Regions from separate parts of the Sus scrofa genome. Here regions 1 and 3 are each linked to region 2. Evidence: chromatin contacts called from public Hi-C data. All regions are on one chromosome and are shown on one strand. Each heading gives the region's core, a stretch centred on a gene start, on an enhancer-like site or on the middle of the called end of the contact. The rest is flanking DNA. Distances are from core to core; before and after follow the strand shown. Region 1 holds the start of SPON2 (spondin-2). Region 2 holds the start of UVSSA (UV-stimulated scaffold protein A). Region 3 holds the start of CTBP1 (C-terminal-binding protein 1).

Evidence for each region. Hi-C and Micro-C count contacts between places; a contact is called where the count stands out from the background.
Region 1: a contact with region 2 is called in a Hi-C map of skeletal muscle, with 4 times the contacts expected there. The contact joins the promoter of SPON2 here to the promoter of UVSSA in region 2. A contact is called at or near these places in 16 of 47 Hi-C or Micro-C datasets (alveolar macrophages, blood, embryonic fibroblasts and 8 more).
Region 3: a contact with region 2 is called in a Hi-C map of skeletal muscle, with 10 times the contacts expected there. The contact joins the promoter of CTBP1 here to the promoter of UVSSA in region 2. A contact is called at or near these places in 3 of 5 promoter capture datasets (fetal liver, fetal skeletal muscle and liver), 19 of 47 Hi-C or Micro-C datasets (blood, embryonic fibroblasts, fetal heart ventricle and 10 more) and 2 of 2 datasets of contacts at active chromatin or transcription factors (alveolar macrophages and skeletal muscle).

The regions. Positions count from the first base shown.
Region 1 is chr8:449,471-452,514 of Sscrofa11.1, forward strand. SPON2 (spondin-2) reads right to left here and starts at 1,359. Exons shown (of 6, transcript XM_021100861.1): 1 at 1,018-1,359; 2 at 472-697; 3 at 1-111. The coding sequence starts at 1,344.
Region 2 is chr8:572,021-574,864 of Sscrofa11.1, forward strand. UVSSA (UV-stimulated scaffold protein A) reads left to right here and starts at 1,281. Exons shown (of 14, transcript XM_021100878.1): 1 at 1,281-1,433; 2 at 2,369-2,504. The coding sequence starts at 2,407.
Region 3 is chr8:495,140-497,839 of Sscrofa11.1, forward strand. CTBP1 (C-terminal-binding protein 1) reads right to left here and starts at 1,371. Exons shown (of 10, transcript XM_021100867.1): 1 at 1,144-1,371.

The DNA of each region.
Region 1 (3,044 bases), core at 109-2,608, 120 kb before region 2:
CCATCTCCCTCATCAGGGCCCAGGCCTCGCCCCGCTCCACGAAGTCCCTCAGCCCATTGCTGACATACTGGTCCTTCCTCCACAGGCTGTAGTCAGAGCTGTGCGCTGCCCCTGGGGACGCGGCTGCGTGAGCCGGAGCCGCCGCCCAGGCCGGGACGCTGACCCTCCTCCACTGGGCCCGAGCACGGCCACCTGTCACGCACGCGGGTGGACGCCTTGCGGGGGGCCTCACCCTGCCCGGTGCCTTGGCCGCGTGACCAGCGTCCAGTGGGCCCTTCCCCTGACCCTGGCCGTGCTGCCCCGCCACATCCCCAAGCCCAGGACACTGCTGCCGGCACACAGTAGGCGCTTAGCAGGCGCTTCTCGCATCGAGGTGCATTGGGTGAGCGTGCCCTCAAAACTGTGACGTGCAGGGCGCCCGTCGGGTGACAGGCCCTCCTGCAGGACATGTGGAGGTGGGGCGGCACTCACCCAGGAGGGCAGACCACTGCGCGGGCGGGCGGAACAGCGGGTACTGCTTGGGGAAGGCCGCCTGGCTCCACTTGCCCGTGAAGGTGATGCCATACTTGGCCAGGGGCTGGGCCGTGCACACGGACTCTCCTCCCAGCGGCTGCCCGGCAGCGGTGCCAAGAGAGGCCAGGAGGAGGGCCCAGAGGGCGCGGGCCCGGGGGGCGACCGCACTCACGGTTCCCATCACCTGCGGGGAGAAGGAGGGCCCTCGCTGCGCCGCGGTCCTGACACACGGGGGTGCCGGGCACACCCCCGTGCTCCCGTCTGGGCTCCTGACCCCGAGGCTGGAAAGCCGGTGTTGGCAGGTCACGCCTGGCACGGCAGCTCAGAGCGGCTCGGCGCCCGGCGGCTTTCCCCGGCCACACGCCTCTGCATCTGGCGTCTGAGAGAGCCTGGGGACTGCTGCGCCCTGACGCGGTGGCACACGCAGGCCCCTCCTGGGGTGCTGCGGGTTTCTGAGCTGGGGGACAGAGCTGGGAGGGCGGCACACGCACATGCAGTACTCACCCAGCAGGACCGACGGGAGGGGCTGGCAGCCGGGCTGTGGGCGGCCAAAGGTCCCCGCAGGCGCCCAGAGCTCCAATTTATGCCGCGGTCAGCGCCCGGGCGGCCAATGAGGCCCCAGGGCCTCCACCGCGGAGAGCGCTGGATGGGACGCGGGGAGAGGGAGAGGAAGGGGCTGGGTGCCGGAGCGCCTGGCCGCCCGCCGGCCTCTGACGCCGAACAGATGCCGCTCGGGCTGAGGTCACTCCTCCCCTGGGCGGGGGCCACTCGCCGCACCCCTTCCTTTGTCTTCCCCTGGCCCTCCCCTCCCCCCAGTCCCCTCCTTCCCATCAGGCCCTTCCTAGTGTCTCCCTAGAGGTGGTGCCAAAGCCAGCAGGGAGAGCCGGGCTGCGCAGCCAGTGCGTGCCGCCCTCAGGACGGGGTGGGACGAGGGGGCCCCTTGGCAGATGCGGTCCCAGCTGGGGGGCAGCAGGGGAGGTGTCCGGCCCTGGGCTTTGGGTTCAGCAAGCCCTGCTGCCTCCTTCCGGTTCACAGGGCGGTGCGGAGTGGCCGTGCTGGCCAAGCTGCTGGCCACTGTCCCTCCGAGGGGCATCAGAACCCCGCAGCTGCCCGCCCCCTCCCCAGGCCCCCGGCGTCCTCCTTGGGGGAGAGCCCCAGGGACTCAGGGAGGCAGCAGGGGCCGTGGCAGAGTCTGGAAAATGCTCCCAGACCCTGGTCACGGGGTCAGGAGCTGGGAAGCCAAGGCGGTGAGTGGTCTCACTCGCGGGAGCCTCCCAGGGAGCTTTAAAGCTTGGAAGAAAGCGCTCTGAATTCTGAAGCCATGGTAATGGTTTACATGTTCCCCCAAAGAGAGAAAAGAAACAGAATCAACAAGAATAGAATGCAAACAAAAGCAAACGATCGAACCGTGTTTCAAGGAAATGACATGCCTGTGGGAAAGGGGCTGCAAACCCGGGCCTCAGGCCGCAGGCAGAGTCCGCCTTGGTGGTTCCCCAGCCTGGTGGGACCCCTTACGCTCCGAAAAATCACAGACCCCAGGAGCGCCTGTGTCGGGGGGTGACATCAGCCGACCTCGCCCTGTTGGGGACCCTCATGGAAACACTCAGGACACTTTTACTGACTCACTTTAGAGTGAAAATAAACTGATTACGCAGCAGCATAAACAGAAGAGATTTACAGAAACAACCATCTTTTTCAAAAAGAGCCTCTGCGAGGAAGCGGCTCGGGTGGCTGTCTGTCTGTCTGTCTGTCTGCCTGGGGGACCCGGCCGGAGGCGCTGGTGGGCGTCCCGCAGAAAGGCCCGCCTTGGGCCGACGCGACACGAGGGACGCTGGCTGGACGCCAGGGTGTGCCTCGGGGCTCCTGGGGAGTCCCTACACCCTGGAGAGGGCACGAGTGGAAAGGGCCGAGTGTCTGCTCACGACCTGTCCTTGGAGAGACGTGGGAGGTGGGCCTGGACCCCACCCCCACCCCCTGCTGGCTCAGGCGCAGCCTCAACAGTGGGGGCCTTGGGGCTGGCCCCATGTTACAGGAGGCTCCCCTCCACCACCCCGGGGCTCCACCTCCGTGTGCTGCTGGTGGAGACTGAAGGCTGGGACCCGGGCGGGGCCGGGAGGAGGGTGGCCAGGGGCACGTCCTTTGGTGGCGGTATGTCTGCCAAGAGCATGCCTGAGAGGACACTCAGGACACATGGGGCGTGGTGAGGGGCCAGTGTTTGGCTCTGCTCAGAGGGGGCACAGAGGGAGACCTGGGGCCAGGGGACCTGCGGCGGGGAGCCTGGCCAGGCGGGGTGGGCTCACACTGGTTCTGGACTCCCTGCCGGCCGCTCTGGCCCTCAGCCTCTTCTGCTGACCCGGACGCTCCCGCCTGTCTCCCACTCGGGCTCGGGTAGAGCAGCATTTGGGGAGCATCTACTGCCTGCAAACAGAAGGCTGCTCTGCACACAAGGTGCCCCCCCGCCCTGTAAGTCTGTCCATTCGTTAACACCTCCTGGGGCCCGGCCCTGGGGACACAGAAGTGACCCACAGGCA
Region 2 (2,844 bases), core at 31-2,530:
TGCTACAATGGAAAAAATAAAAACCATTAAAAAAAAGTCTAGATCATGTTTGTCACCCCAAAAAAGAACCTCTGCGGCCATCAGCAGCTGCTTCCCTTCACCCCGACAGCAGCCCACACGGGTGACAAGTCTGCTTTGGACTTGCCTTTTGCAAGCATTGCCGTCTAAATGGCCTCACCCTCCATCTGGCCTTTGTGACGGCCTCCTTTCACCTAGTGTCCTGTTTTGAAGGCGAACCCCTGTTGAAGCGCACCAGTGCTGCAGCCGGTTTTGGCTGAAGGCAGGCCCACTCTGCCCCGTCACCTGAGGGGCACGGGGCTGTCTCCACCGCTGCACGAAGGCCTGTGCCATGGCCGCGACGTCCACCTTCCGGGAGGTGCCCGTCTTCAGTGCCTTCGCTCCACTCTGCCCCTCCCCGGCCCTGAAAACCCCCAACTCGCTCGCTCCCTGGCGCCCGTCTGTGCTGGTGCCGTGGGCACTGAGAGCCAAGCGGGCCTGCCAAGGGAAGGCAGAAACAAGAGCGGGGGCGCGGCCGGTGTGGAGGCCCTGGGCTGCGGCGCAGAGCCCAACAGAGGGCCGGGCGCCCGGGGCTGGGAGGCGGGAAGCGGCGGGCGGGAGAACACCTGGTGCACATGTCCCGGCGGCTGGCCCACGGCGGTCCACTGGCTCGGGGGCATCACCTGGCACTTGGGGTCCCCGGCTGCGTGAGGAGCAAATGCCCAAGCCGAGGAGCCCCCGCCTCCGTTTCGTGGGACCACCGGGCGGGCGGGAAACAGGCCTGGAAGGGTGCCCCGGACACCGCTCCCTGCGCGGCCCTCGGACCTGGGAAACACAGCCGCGCAGCCGACGCTCTTTGCCGACAGCAGGGTCGCAACCCTCGGCGGAGGGCTGGGGGCACCCGCCTCCACCCTGTCCCCATTCGGGCCCTCCGAGCGGTGCCCGTCCGGACGCCCTGTCGCGGGGGCTGACCCGAGCACCGCCACCCTTCCAGCGGTCGCGCGGAGGAGGCCGCGTTCGCACCCCTCAGGCCCGCCCCACCCTTGGCCCGCGCACGCGGCCCCTTTAAGGACTTGCTGCGCCCGCCCGCCTCCTTTTTCTCGCGCGTCGCTCTCCCCAGCGGCCCCGCCCCCGCCGGGAGCGCGCCTGCGTCACCGCGCAGACTTCGGCCGCGACCCGGCATCCGCGCCTCCCGGGTCAGGGCCCGCCGTCGCTCGGGGTCATGTGACAGGCGTGGGCGGGGCCCCCACCGGAAGGGGCGGGCTAGCGTGACAGCGGCGGCGGCGTCGCCCGGTCGATGCGGTCCTGGCCGCGCCGACCTTCGCCCTCGCGCCGCCGGGGCCGGAGCGAGCCAACCACTGCAGCGATCGGGGGCACGTGACGGGGGCGGGCCCTTCGCCGGAAGGGCGGGGCGAGGCGAGCGGCCTGGTCGCGCGGTAGGTGCCGAGGTCGCCGCGCCGCTGGGGGGGGAAGGGGCAGGGGGAAGGGGCGGCGGGGCGGGGTCCGAGGGCGCGCCTTCTCGCGGGACGCCCCTCCTGCACCCCTCCCCGGACGCTGCTCCCGGCCCCGCCTCCCCGCCGCCGGGGCTCCCCACGCACCCGCAGGTCGGCCCGACGGGTCCTTGGGCCGCGCGGTGCTGGGGGTGTGCTCGAGAGAGGGACCCTGGCCTCGGCCGCCGCGGGTGTATTGAGCCCATGTCGTGACCCTACACGTTACCGTTGGCGAGCGCGCCGGGGGAGGCTGGGCACACCTGCCCCGTCCGTCCCTCCTTCCGCCCAATGAAGCTGAGCCCTACGGCCCCCCAGGCGTCCTGGCCACCCGTGCCCCCGTGGGCGTTGAGCGACCCGGCCCCTTCCTGCCTGCGCACCTGCTGCGCGGGCGCCTTGGCCTCCTGGACACCGGTCTCTGGGCGGCGCCCCGCGCGGTGGTCAAGTCGCAGCCACTGGCTTTGCTCTCTGGAGGCTGCCTGTGGCCTGCGGGTGAATAGCAGAGTTGGCAGGGAAGAGGCGCCGCGGCAGTCGTGTGGAAAACTGATTTAAACGTAACGCAGACAGTTCCGTTCCTTCCCTTAACTCGGGATGGGTGGGACAGAGCCTTGACTGCAGCCTCTGCCCCGCTCAGCGTGAGAGTTATTGTCCTTTTCTTAATTACTCCCCCAGAGTCCTTGGCCCGGCCTGGCATCTCGCCTTGAATTGTGGTATTTCACAGAAACACAGCAACCCCTGTGAGATGGTCCAGGAGGTTCATCTGGCAGAGGCCAGGCCGTGAGGACCCAGCCTTGCACCCATGTCCCAGTGCCCAGCATGCAGTAGAGCCCAGCACACAGTCGTTAATAAAGTCAAGAGCCCTGAAGTACCGCGTGCCCCTACAGGTAGTTGCTTAGCACCTCTGTGCTCCGCATTTCTACACATGGAGCAGCAGCTCTCAAAGTTGGTGGAAGAGCTCACGATGTCGGGAGAACCCCAGCTGAGTCCTGGGAAGATGAAGGAGCTGAAGAAGATTTGCAAGTACGTCTGAGGTTCAGCCTTTCACGGTGACGGGCTGGCTCCACAAGTCCTGACAGCCCTGGGAGGTTGTCCAGCTCCCCCTGGGGTCAGCCCTCCCCTGCCTGTCCCCAGGATGCCCATCTGCTGGGGAAGAAGCGGCAAAGGAACACTCCCAGGGCCCTGCGGCCCCCAGCCGGGGCAGTGGTCCTGTCCTGAGGTGGGGAGGACACAGCGGGGCTGCGGGTTCTGCCTTTCCGTACCACGGGAAGGAGGCTGGAGGTCAGAGTGGGCTCTGCGGCTCAGCAGGACCTACCTGTCTGGTTTTTCCTGGCTGCCTGTTTGGCATGTGGAAGTTCCTGGG
Region 3 (2,700 bases), core at 121-2,620, 77 kb before region 2:
CACTTCTCAAAACAAGAGCGGCATAAGGTGCCTGGGGACAAACAGAAGCGGGTCACACCACTCTAGGTACTCAGGTGGAAACAGACAGGCTCAGAGAAGGAGGCGGGCGCCCTGCTGCCACCTCCGCCTGGTGAGCGGGAAGGGCGCCGCCTCGGCAGACGCAGCACTTCGGACGTTTCATAAGCCGGTGGGGATCGAAAGGGCGAGCAAAGCGTGAGGGAAGACACCGCGCCGCGGATTCGCGGAGGGCCGCTTCGGCTCCGCAGTCCGGCCACGAGCGACGCCGGGTCCCCGATCGGCGCGCCAGACCGCTCCGCAGGGCCCCACCAGCAAGGGCTGCGCCAGCCTGGCGGGGCCTGCACCCTGGGTGCGGGGGTCCCAGGGCCCCCGCGCCCCTTTGTGTCACCTGCGCAGGCGGGTCGGGCGGCGGCGCACGCGCACTCGCACGCAGCAGCACGCGCACGCGCGCGGCGCTCCCGGGCCCCGCCCCCGGCCGGAGGCGCGCCGGCGCCGGCGCGCACGCGCACTCGCACACAAAGCCGGGCCCGCGCCCGCCCCGCCCGCCCCCGCGGCCCCGCCCCGCCCCGCCCCCGCGGCCGGAAATGCGCGCGCGCGGCCTTACCGAGCGGCAGGCCCTTGTTGAGCAAGTGCGAGCTGCCCATTGAAAGGCGCGGGCGGCCGCGGGCTCCGACGAGTCCGGCGCGCTCCGCCGCGAGCCCGGCGCGTGGGGCGGCCTGGGCGCCGTCCGCTGCTCCACCCGCTCGCCTGCGCCGGGCGCCGCCGTGCCGAGCCGCCGCGCCGCGCCAGCAGCCGCTCCACCGGGCGGGGACAGGGCGCGCGCGCGGGCGGGGCTTCCGGCGCGGCGGCCTCCTGTTTCCAGGCGCGGGCGCCGCGCAGGACCACGCGGACGGCTGCAGGCCGCGCCCGCCCGCCCCGCCCGCCGCGCCCGCCGCGCCCGGCCTGCGGGCTCCCCCGCCCCCGCCGGCCGCGCCGCCCCGCACCCGCACATGCACCTGCCCAGCACATGCAGACTCACTTGCTGAGAAGCCCCAAGGCCCCGCCTGCCCGCACACGCACCTGCCCCGAACCCTCCAGATCCCACCTGCCCCCACGTTCACCAGCCCTGAACCTGCCAGGCCCCACCTGCTTGTAATCCACTGGGCCTTGACTGATGGGCTGAACTTGCTGTCATCCGCACCCTCGGGGCCGCACCGGTCTCGCACCTTCCTGCTGGCGGCTGGGCGAGCGAATGCGCTTCTGGGTACCGGTGGTTTGAATGTCCTTTGGACTCCTGGCGGCTGCAAGGTCGTGGGAGGCAGCGGCACAAACGCGGGAGGGTTTCTCTGGGAAACCCTGGCCTTGTGCTTGGGTTCCAGGGACCGAGGAGGGCGTGTCTGGGCGGAGCAGCCTGGACAGGAGTCCCCAGGACAGCTGCTCGAAGCCAAGGGCAGGGACTTGCCTAGGTCTGGGGTGGGGGTGGGGTCCCTGGGAAGCAGCCAGATGTGGCTGAAGCAGGTGTCAGGGTGAGCACCGCCTCAGCCCCAGAGAGAGCACCTGGGCTTAGTTCCAGAGTCCAGAGGGGACCTGCCACCCAAGGGTCATGGGGGCTTTCAGGGTGGGAGCTAACCAGGTCTCCCGGGTGAGGTTACGGGGGCAGGGCCCAGGAGACTCTGGAGACCTTTCTCCCCAGACCCACACTGTCCTGGGAGTTGCGTTGCTACGAGGTGGCCATGAGGATGGGCGGTATAACTCTCTTCCCAGGTAAAAAGATTTTTTTTTTTTTTTTAGGGCCACACCCAAAGCACATGGCAGTTCCCAGGCTACGAGTCAAATCAGAGCTGCAGCTGCCAGCCTGCACCACAGCCACAGCAACGCAAGATCCTAGCGGCATCTGTGACCTACACCGCAGCTTGATCGGAAGCCAGATCCTTAATCCACGGAGCGAGGCCAGGGATCAAACCTGCATCTTCATGGCTGTTAGTCGGGTTCTTAACCTACTGAGCCACAACGGGAACTCCAAAAATCACTTCCTTAAAAGGCAACAGCCGTGACCAGCACTCAAGTGTTGGTACAGTTGATGAAACATGATGGGCCATCCTGAAACCAACCCTGTTGTCTATACATCTTTAAAGTCCATAAATCAGAGAAGTGTGAGTGGACGCAAGAAAGCGTGACGAGAACTGGGTGTCTGTCTGTAAAACAGATGCTTGTAACCTCTCTGAAGATATGTTATGCCTCTATGAAAACACCTCCTAAACTGGATTAACTAGGACATGTGGGGAAATGAGAAAATAGGATGTGGTTGATCATTCAGCAAATCTCTTCGAGAACTTTCCTAATCGCAGACACCAAACGCGTCTTGGAGGGAAGATCAGAATTCCAGACCTGGCGCCTGTCTTGTGCACACACCCCGCCCGTTGTCTCACTCCGCGTGGTCCAGGGCAGGATCCCGGATGTGGTCTGGCCCGCCTCCGCCAGCTCTTCCTGTCCTGTCTTGGCACCTCCCGGCCTGAGACCCAAGGTGTCCCTTGATACCTGTTCTGGTACCATCCCGGGCCCTTGGCCTTCTTAACCCATAGAAATTGGAAAGTGGCCGACAGGTGAACTCCGGCAAGGCTTTCCTGGCGCCCCGGTTGCAGCACGGGCCGGGGTGGGCAGCAGACCACAGTTCCCTTGCTTGTTCGCCCACGGGGCCAGGGG